Regions from separate parts of the Ovis aries genome. Here region 2 is linked to region 1. A link is a contact called in public Hi-C data. All regions are on one chromosome and are shown on one strand. The core of a region is the stretch at or near the end of the contact, and the rest is flanking DNA. Distances in the headings are between cores, read along the strand shown.

Region 1 (3,335 bases), core at 314-2,813:
CCCAAATTCCAATAGTTTCAACTCCCCACCCCCCCGCCAAAAAAACCCGTGTACCCGTGGCTAAACCCTAAAAGACGCCACCACTTCCTCCGATTCCATCCTCAGATGTAAGCCCAGGCCCCTAACTCCAGCCTTCCGGCTCCCTGCTTTGACCGGTGTGCAGATTCGATCGGCGGCCCTTCGATCCGGCTTCTGAAAACAGCTTGGATCCTAAAAACCCGAACTCTAGCCTCGCCCCGAAGCCCAGCCCTCATTCAGGGCTGATGCACAACCACCACCCACCCCTCGCCCTACTCCCAGTACTAGCCCCTGGTCTCCACACCGCGCCGGAACCTCGGGTTCTCCCCTGAGAGCCCCCGGAAAAGGCGGCCCGCGTGGCTCGTTTCTTCCTCTGGGTCTGGAGTCGGGAGAGCCCCGCACGCCTCACCCGAAAGAAACGCAAACTTTGCGCGGCAGACTCGGGACCCTGCCCCATCCCCCTCGGCTCTCTCTCTTTGAGCGCTTTCCGACCCCCCCTCTTACGAACTCGTGCCCCAGTTCTTGAGCCAGGAGGGCTTCCAATTCCCGAACCTCGCCGAGGGCCCCTACGCCTCCCCACACCTCGCCAAAGACTCCCAACAATCCTCGGAAAGCTAGTAACGCTACAAATTACAGCTCCTCCCGCGTTAGGGTCCCCGAGCCTGGCCCCTGCGATCCCGGCTTCCCTGATCCACAGCTCGTGCTCCGCTGTCCCCACGGATCCGCCTGCAAACCCTCGTTCGTCCCGGCTCCGCAGGCCGAGCAGGACGCGGCCGCGGCTCCCGGACTCCAGCCAGCCGGCCCGAGTCTGGGGCTGCTCCTGCTTCCAGCCGCTCGAAGGCAGCTCCAAGCTGCTGGCGCCAAGGAAGCGCCGGCCCGAAGGGCGCCAGAAGCCGGGAGATAGAAAGCGAACCTGGAGCCGGCCCGCCAATCTCAGCCTCGCCCACGGAGCGCCCAGCCCGGAGCTGCCGGCACCGGGGCTCCGCCGGCCCGCGCGCGAGTCCCTACTCCGGTCCCCGGCGCACCCAGCGCGCAGCTCCCCGCCCGCCCGCTACGGTGTTTTGGGCCCGCGGGGGTCCGAGTCCGCAGCCCCTCTCCTCACACCCGCGGACAATGCACGCCCCGCCACGGGCCCGAGCGGAGCGAGGCGGCGGGGCGGCGGGGCTGCGCGCTGGCCGGGCCCGGGCGCGGGCGGGCCGCCTCCTTCCCGGGCCTCAACACCGCTCGCGCTGCTTCGCTCCGCGCTCTCCCGGCGCTTCCCCAGCTCCTCTGCACGCTCCCGCCGTCCCTCGCTGCTCCCTGCCTCCCTCCTCCCTGCTGCCTCCCTCTCTCTCCTCCCTGCTGCCTCCCTCTCTCCCTCTCTCCTCCTTGCCCTGTCGCAATGAATAATACTCTGGCTTGGGGACTGGAATAAAACACACGCGCTCTGAGGCAGCCGCCCGCAGCAGCAGCACCCGCCGCCGCCGCGCCGCCGCCGCCTGCAAAAGCGTCTCTGACATGGAAATGAATGACAGCTTACCTGATGCCAATCTTCATCAGACTGACACCGGCGTGACAACACAGCCTATACTTCCCAGCACTGCTCGGGACGTCAGCGGCACAGGGACCCGCCCCCCGGAGCCCCCCCCCTCCACACACCTCCCCTCTCCCCACTCCCCCTTTCTCCCCACCCCCCCCATCACCCCCACCCACTCCCGGCCCCGGCCGCTTCCAAGTCGGAGCAGCAGCCGGAGTGTCTCCCTCTGCTGGAGGCTTTTCTAAGACGTCTAAGCGGCTCCGGCTGCCGGGAGAAAACCTCAGAATGAGAGGTGGCCTCCGACGGAAGAACGCAGCCGACCCCCGCCCCCTCCCCCCACCCAGGAACTCGGGAATACTACCCGCAACCCAGGCCAAGTCCCCCTCGGCAGAAAACCGAGGCGGGGCTTCCAGACAACTTGAGTTCACGCTGGTGGAGGTGCGGGGAAATTTTCTTCTGTGGACCCTGAGAGCACTCCCCAGAAATTATGAAACTTAAAACTGGCAAGAAATTCTTCCCCCCACCCCCACTCCTCTCCCACCTCCACCCCATTCCTGCCTGGCTGGCCTCATTTTTATGATTGCATTTGAATAATTCTCATTACCCTGGCCCCAGAAAAGGTGCTCAGATGACACTCTGGTTAGTTATTCCTGTTCTCAAGAGCTCCTTCTGCTCTGGGCTTCCTGGGGCGATTGGTTCTTCCAGGGGCAGAGGGAGAGATAAAAAGGTGTGGGGGCTTTGTCAGTAAATCACCTCTTTGCAAATGCCAGGCAGGCCTGTTTTAAGCCTCTTCCTATTTTCATTCTAAAAAGTGTCAGAGTTCTGGGGATCGGTGAGGTGGTGTAAAAGGAGAGACCAGCTGGACTGTTGCAGCCTGGGACTGACTGCTGGGGTGGCTTCCCCTGCTTCTGGGAGGAAATTCACCAGGAGGAGGACCAACACAAGCATGTATGGTGTCAGACATGTGCCTTCTTTCATTCCACCAAGATTACAGTCCTACTAAGTGAGTGTCACCTGGAGGTTTGCTTGCTTCCACAACTGAGCACGTGGCCCTCTGCGTAAGGGACAAGAGAACCCCACTTCGCCTATGAAATTTTCTTCTTGCTCTCTGTAGAGGAGTCATTTCAGCCACTGTTAGGCAGGGATTGATCCTCTGACCCCAGACCAGGCAGGGGGCCTGGATGAAGCCTAGACAAAAGACACGGATGTAAGCGAGGAAAGCAGAAAGTAAAACCCAAGCAGCCCAGGTTTTCGGGTAAAGAAGCTGACCCAAGAAGCTGAAGGCTGCCCCTTTGCTCTTTCCAGGCCTCTGGTCATTCCTTGTCTGCCTCCTTCCTGGCCAAGAATGAGAGCCATTAGCTACTGCTCAAAGGGGGCAATTGAATCTTTTTTTTTTTTTTTTTTAACATCACAACCCAGATATAGCAAATACTGTTTATACAGATCTTCCCAATACCCGCCCCCACCCCAACCCCACCTCCCACCACATTCCACTTCCAAAGTCGCTTGTGGAAGAAACTTCACTGGAGCGCCCATCACAGGTGGAGTTGAATCCTCTCACCTTCTCATAGACCCTCCAAAGACTTCACTAGGTGTATTTATGTCACCCCAGCTTGATCTGTGGTCAGAAACTCTGGCTGCTGACAGTATAATCGCTATTATATATTATACATTGATAATAATATAATAATAATGAACACACTTGCCCTTTTTATGTAGTACAGAAGCAACTAGATTCTCCAACTCAGAGGCTGGAGGTCAGGCTGCCATAAACTCTCAGAGGGAAGCCCAGTTCAGATCC
Region 2 (3,335 bases), core at 554-3,053, 120 kb before region 1:
AATTCTCCTAAGCTGAGGCTTACTGGGTTCTTACGTGTTGGCCCTGCCATGTTTACCATATCATTTAGTTCTTTGAAGAATCCTGCGAGGATGAAACTATTTCTTCCTTCTGAGAGATGGGACGACTGAACGGAGGGCTGACGGAGGGAGCCCAGGTGCTCTGCTTCACGGTCCAGTCTCCGGTCCATCACGGCTGTCCCCTCACGGGCAGATGTGGGCATTTCCACCCAAGGTCTTTGGAAAATTTAAAGACTGGAGCATGTGAGGTGTTATTTCTGAGAGTTTGGACAGTAAAGAGAGAAGGGCACTTTTCCTTTTTGGGTTTAATTTATTTATTTTTGGCCGCACTGGGTCTCTGTTGCTGCTCGGGCATTTCTCTAATTGCGGCAAGCAGGGGCTACTGTCTAGCTGCGGTGTGTGGTCTTCTCACTGTGGTGGATTTTGCTGCAGTTCCTGGGCTCTAGAGCCACAGGCTCAGTAGCTGAGGCCCATGGGCTTAGTTACTCTGCAGTATGTGGGATCCTCCTGGATCAAGGATCGAACCCATGTCTCCTGCATTGGCAGGCAGATTCTCTATCACTGAGCCACCAGAGAAGCCCCTGTAGTTTTCCCTTTTTAGCTTCACCACTCACTCCTCCTTCTAGACGCTTGGGAGCCAGAACTTTCTCCTCCCTTTGTTCTAGAAGCACTGCCTCACTTTTTAAAGCAGTAAAATCACAGATGACCCATGAGCCTTGAGGGGAGAGTTGGGGGTTAGGGTGGAGCCATGAGGGCTTCCTTCCCTCGAGAAACTTGAGACATCCCAGCACACTGCTTCTCCACTTCTGCCCTGGCTCTCGAGGGTCCAGGGCGAGACCTCTCCTCATACCAGACACTAGCGTCTCCATCTGGAAGGGAGATAATCTGAGCAAAGCTGAGCAGCCAGCCAGCAGGAGGTGGTGGTGGAGGGGGCAGGAAGGAGGGTTGAGCCCAGGGTTGGGGTGTGGTCACAGGACCATCTGTGGTGCCAGGAACATCTCAGATGTTCAGATGCGGGGGAAGCACCTCAGATGTTGAAGAGTAACTTGGAAGGCCTTGGAATGTCTGGTACAGGCTGATAACTGCCAGGTGGGTTTGTTCATAGGATGTACACTAAGGGTACCACAGTCATAAATGTTTAGGAAGCCCTAGGTTAAACTGGGTTGTCTTGCATCCTGAACTCGTTAAAATCTTTAAAATGGTAAGGAGCCCTGTAACTCTTCAAAAGGAATTGTTTAGGCAGCATTTCCCAAGTTTGCTGGGTTTCAGGGCTCCCCCCTCCCTGCCCCCGCCAGCCCCCAAGGAGCCCACTGTGCTGCAGAGCCCACTTTGGGAAGTGTTAATCCAAGGCAACACGCCCATTTCACAGATGGGGCCAGAGGGGGATGAAAACTCATGCAGCTTCTAAAACTGGTCGTCTTCCTGAATGCCCCTCATCCCCAGGGGCTGAGAAATCCTCCACACCTGTTTCCGGGGGCTAGGGGAATGTGTCCGGTTGCAGCTGTGGTGTGTGGAAGAAAGGACATCTGTCCCCTCCTTTTAAGGGGGTGAGAGGGTAGATGGGATAAGGGGAAGAGAAGGAAGAACTAGGCCCTTTGAAAGTGCATAACCGTTGATCAGAAAAGATGAGCAAGACAGCTGGACAGGTCACTCTGGGAACACTACGCCTCCCCAGGCACCACTCCGGTCACTTGTCAGGACACCAAGTCCTAGCCCTGTGCCCAACCCTGAGGTTATTAGGCCTGCTCAGAGACATCAACCCTAATCCCAGTTTCCCCATTTGCTAATGGCTCCCTTCTGGAAATAAACTTAAGTCCAGCAACTAGGGCCCTGTGGCCCCCAAGTTCCCAGTGGCCTGAGCTGTGTTCCAAGGGGCCTGGGGAAGAAGCTCTGGCCTCCCTCACCGTTTCTGGACTTGAACAGTGAGCCCAACCAGGGAGAGGAAAGAGGTGAGGAGTGATGGCCCCTGCACAGGAATTGAGGCCTGGTGCCCCCATGCCATCCCATCCCCACACAAAGCAGTCTACCCCCTCCACCACCCCGATTCCTCACCCAGAAAATGGATCAAGGTCCCTGTGAGCTTCTAATTTGTCTGTTCTCTCCCGAGTCTCTCTTTCCGAAAGTGTCAGGCGTGGCACCAACCTGCTCAGGTTAAGGGAGTTTATTTCTAAGGGGCTTGAGAAAGGTGACCTTTCCCATCCTCTGAACATGCGGAGGGGACAGACTCTGACCCTGTCTTCCCCAGAGGTCACTGAGGGCGGGCGGGTGGAATTCCGATGGCCCTGGAGTGGGATGGAAGGGTGCGGAGATGGAGGCCAGCAAGCCCCCTCCCCTGCCCATCGTACACCATTCCGGAACTTTCTCCTCCCAGCTCTGAGCCCAGCCAAGGCAGCTGTGATCCAGACAAAGACCTGATACGTCCAGCCAGGCCGAGCTGGGCGGTCTGTGGATGAGTGGGCATGGGAGGGTGGCAAAGAGCAGGGGGCGAGGGACAGCCTGAACCGGAAGAGAGTCCGCCTGCCCTGTCCTGCTGGTGCACGCCCTCTGTGCTCAGACGAGACTGGAGATAGCCACTTTCTGCAGGGGGTTGGGGGGCCATCTGGCCCTCGGGCAGCCTTTCCCCCTCCTGCTTTGCTCCTCAGCCACATGCCCTTGGGCTGAGCTAAGTCCAGAACCCGGCTGAGTAGGGGAATTGTTCTGAGAAAGTGGCCCGTTGGCTGGTTGCTATGGAAACCGACATACCACAGCGCTGACCCTGGAGAGGTTTAGCACGCTCCCCCAGCAGGGATGCCAGCAGCTGGACTGCAGCTGTTACCGCGAAAGTGGGGGCTGGAGCCTCCGCCAGCAGTCCCTGCTGTTTGCCTAAACTGGTCCGGGCAGCAGATCTCCTCCGTGTGCTGCCCCCACCTCTCAGTTCTCACACAGCCTTCCACTCCTGCAGTCCAGGCAGGAGGGGGGCAGCAGGGGTGGGGAGCACACACCAGGGAAGTGTTCTTGAAGAGTAGTGCCACATCCTCCTACTGCGTTTCTGGGGAAACTGAGGCCCATAGAAAAGGGGGGTTGGCACACAGGTGCCATGGATCTTCGCTTATGCCCCTCTCGGTACAAATGGGCATGTACCATAGATCGTCTGCTCCTGCAGACGCTTAACCCAGCATCACTCCCAGACACAAGCCTGGGGTCGAGGGGGCGTCGCTGGCAACAAAAGAAGCACCAACCAGTGATCACAGAAATAGAAAGAGGAATACACAGAGAAGGCGCGAGCTGGGGAGCAGTGGGAGAGGCAGACAGGTCCGAGGGGCAGAGTCAGAGATGGA

What was found. Hi-C and Micro-C count contacts between places; a contact is called where the count stands out from the background.
Region 2: a Hi-C map of muscle shows a contact between it and region 1, with 2.0 times the contacts expected there. The contact joins the enhancer-like site here to the promoter of PKNOX2 in region 1. A contact is called at or near these places in 2 of 16 Hi-C or Micro-C datasets (hypothalamus and muscle).

Annotation. Positions count from the first base shown.
Region 1 is chr21:26,049,140-26,052,474 of ARS-UI_Ramb_v3.0, reverse strand. PKNOX2 (PBX/knotted 1 homeobox 2) reads right to left here and starts at 1,563. Exons shown (of 14, transcript XM_060404255.1): 1 at 1,538-1,563.
Region 2 is chr21:26,164,534-26,167,868 of ARS-UI_Ramb_v3.0, reverse strand. The region is part of intron 3 of PKNOX2 (PBX/knotted 1 homeobox 2); the gene reads right to left. Among named protein-coding and RNA genes, the nearest start is that of PKNOX2, 120 kb to the right of the region's middle. Within about 2 kb of position 1,803, at least 25 of the 54 cell types and tissues checked have an H3K27ac peak or open chromatin away from gene starts, as enhancers often do. A contact at or near this core is called in hypothalamus and muscle, where this site is marked.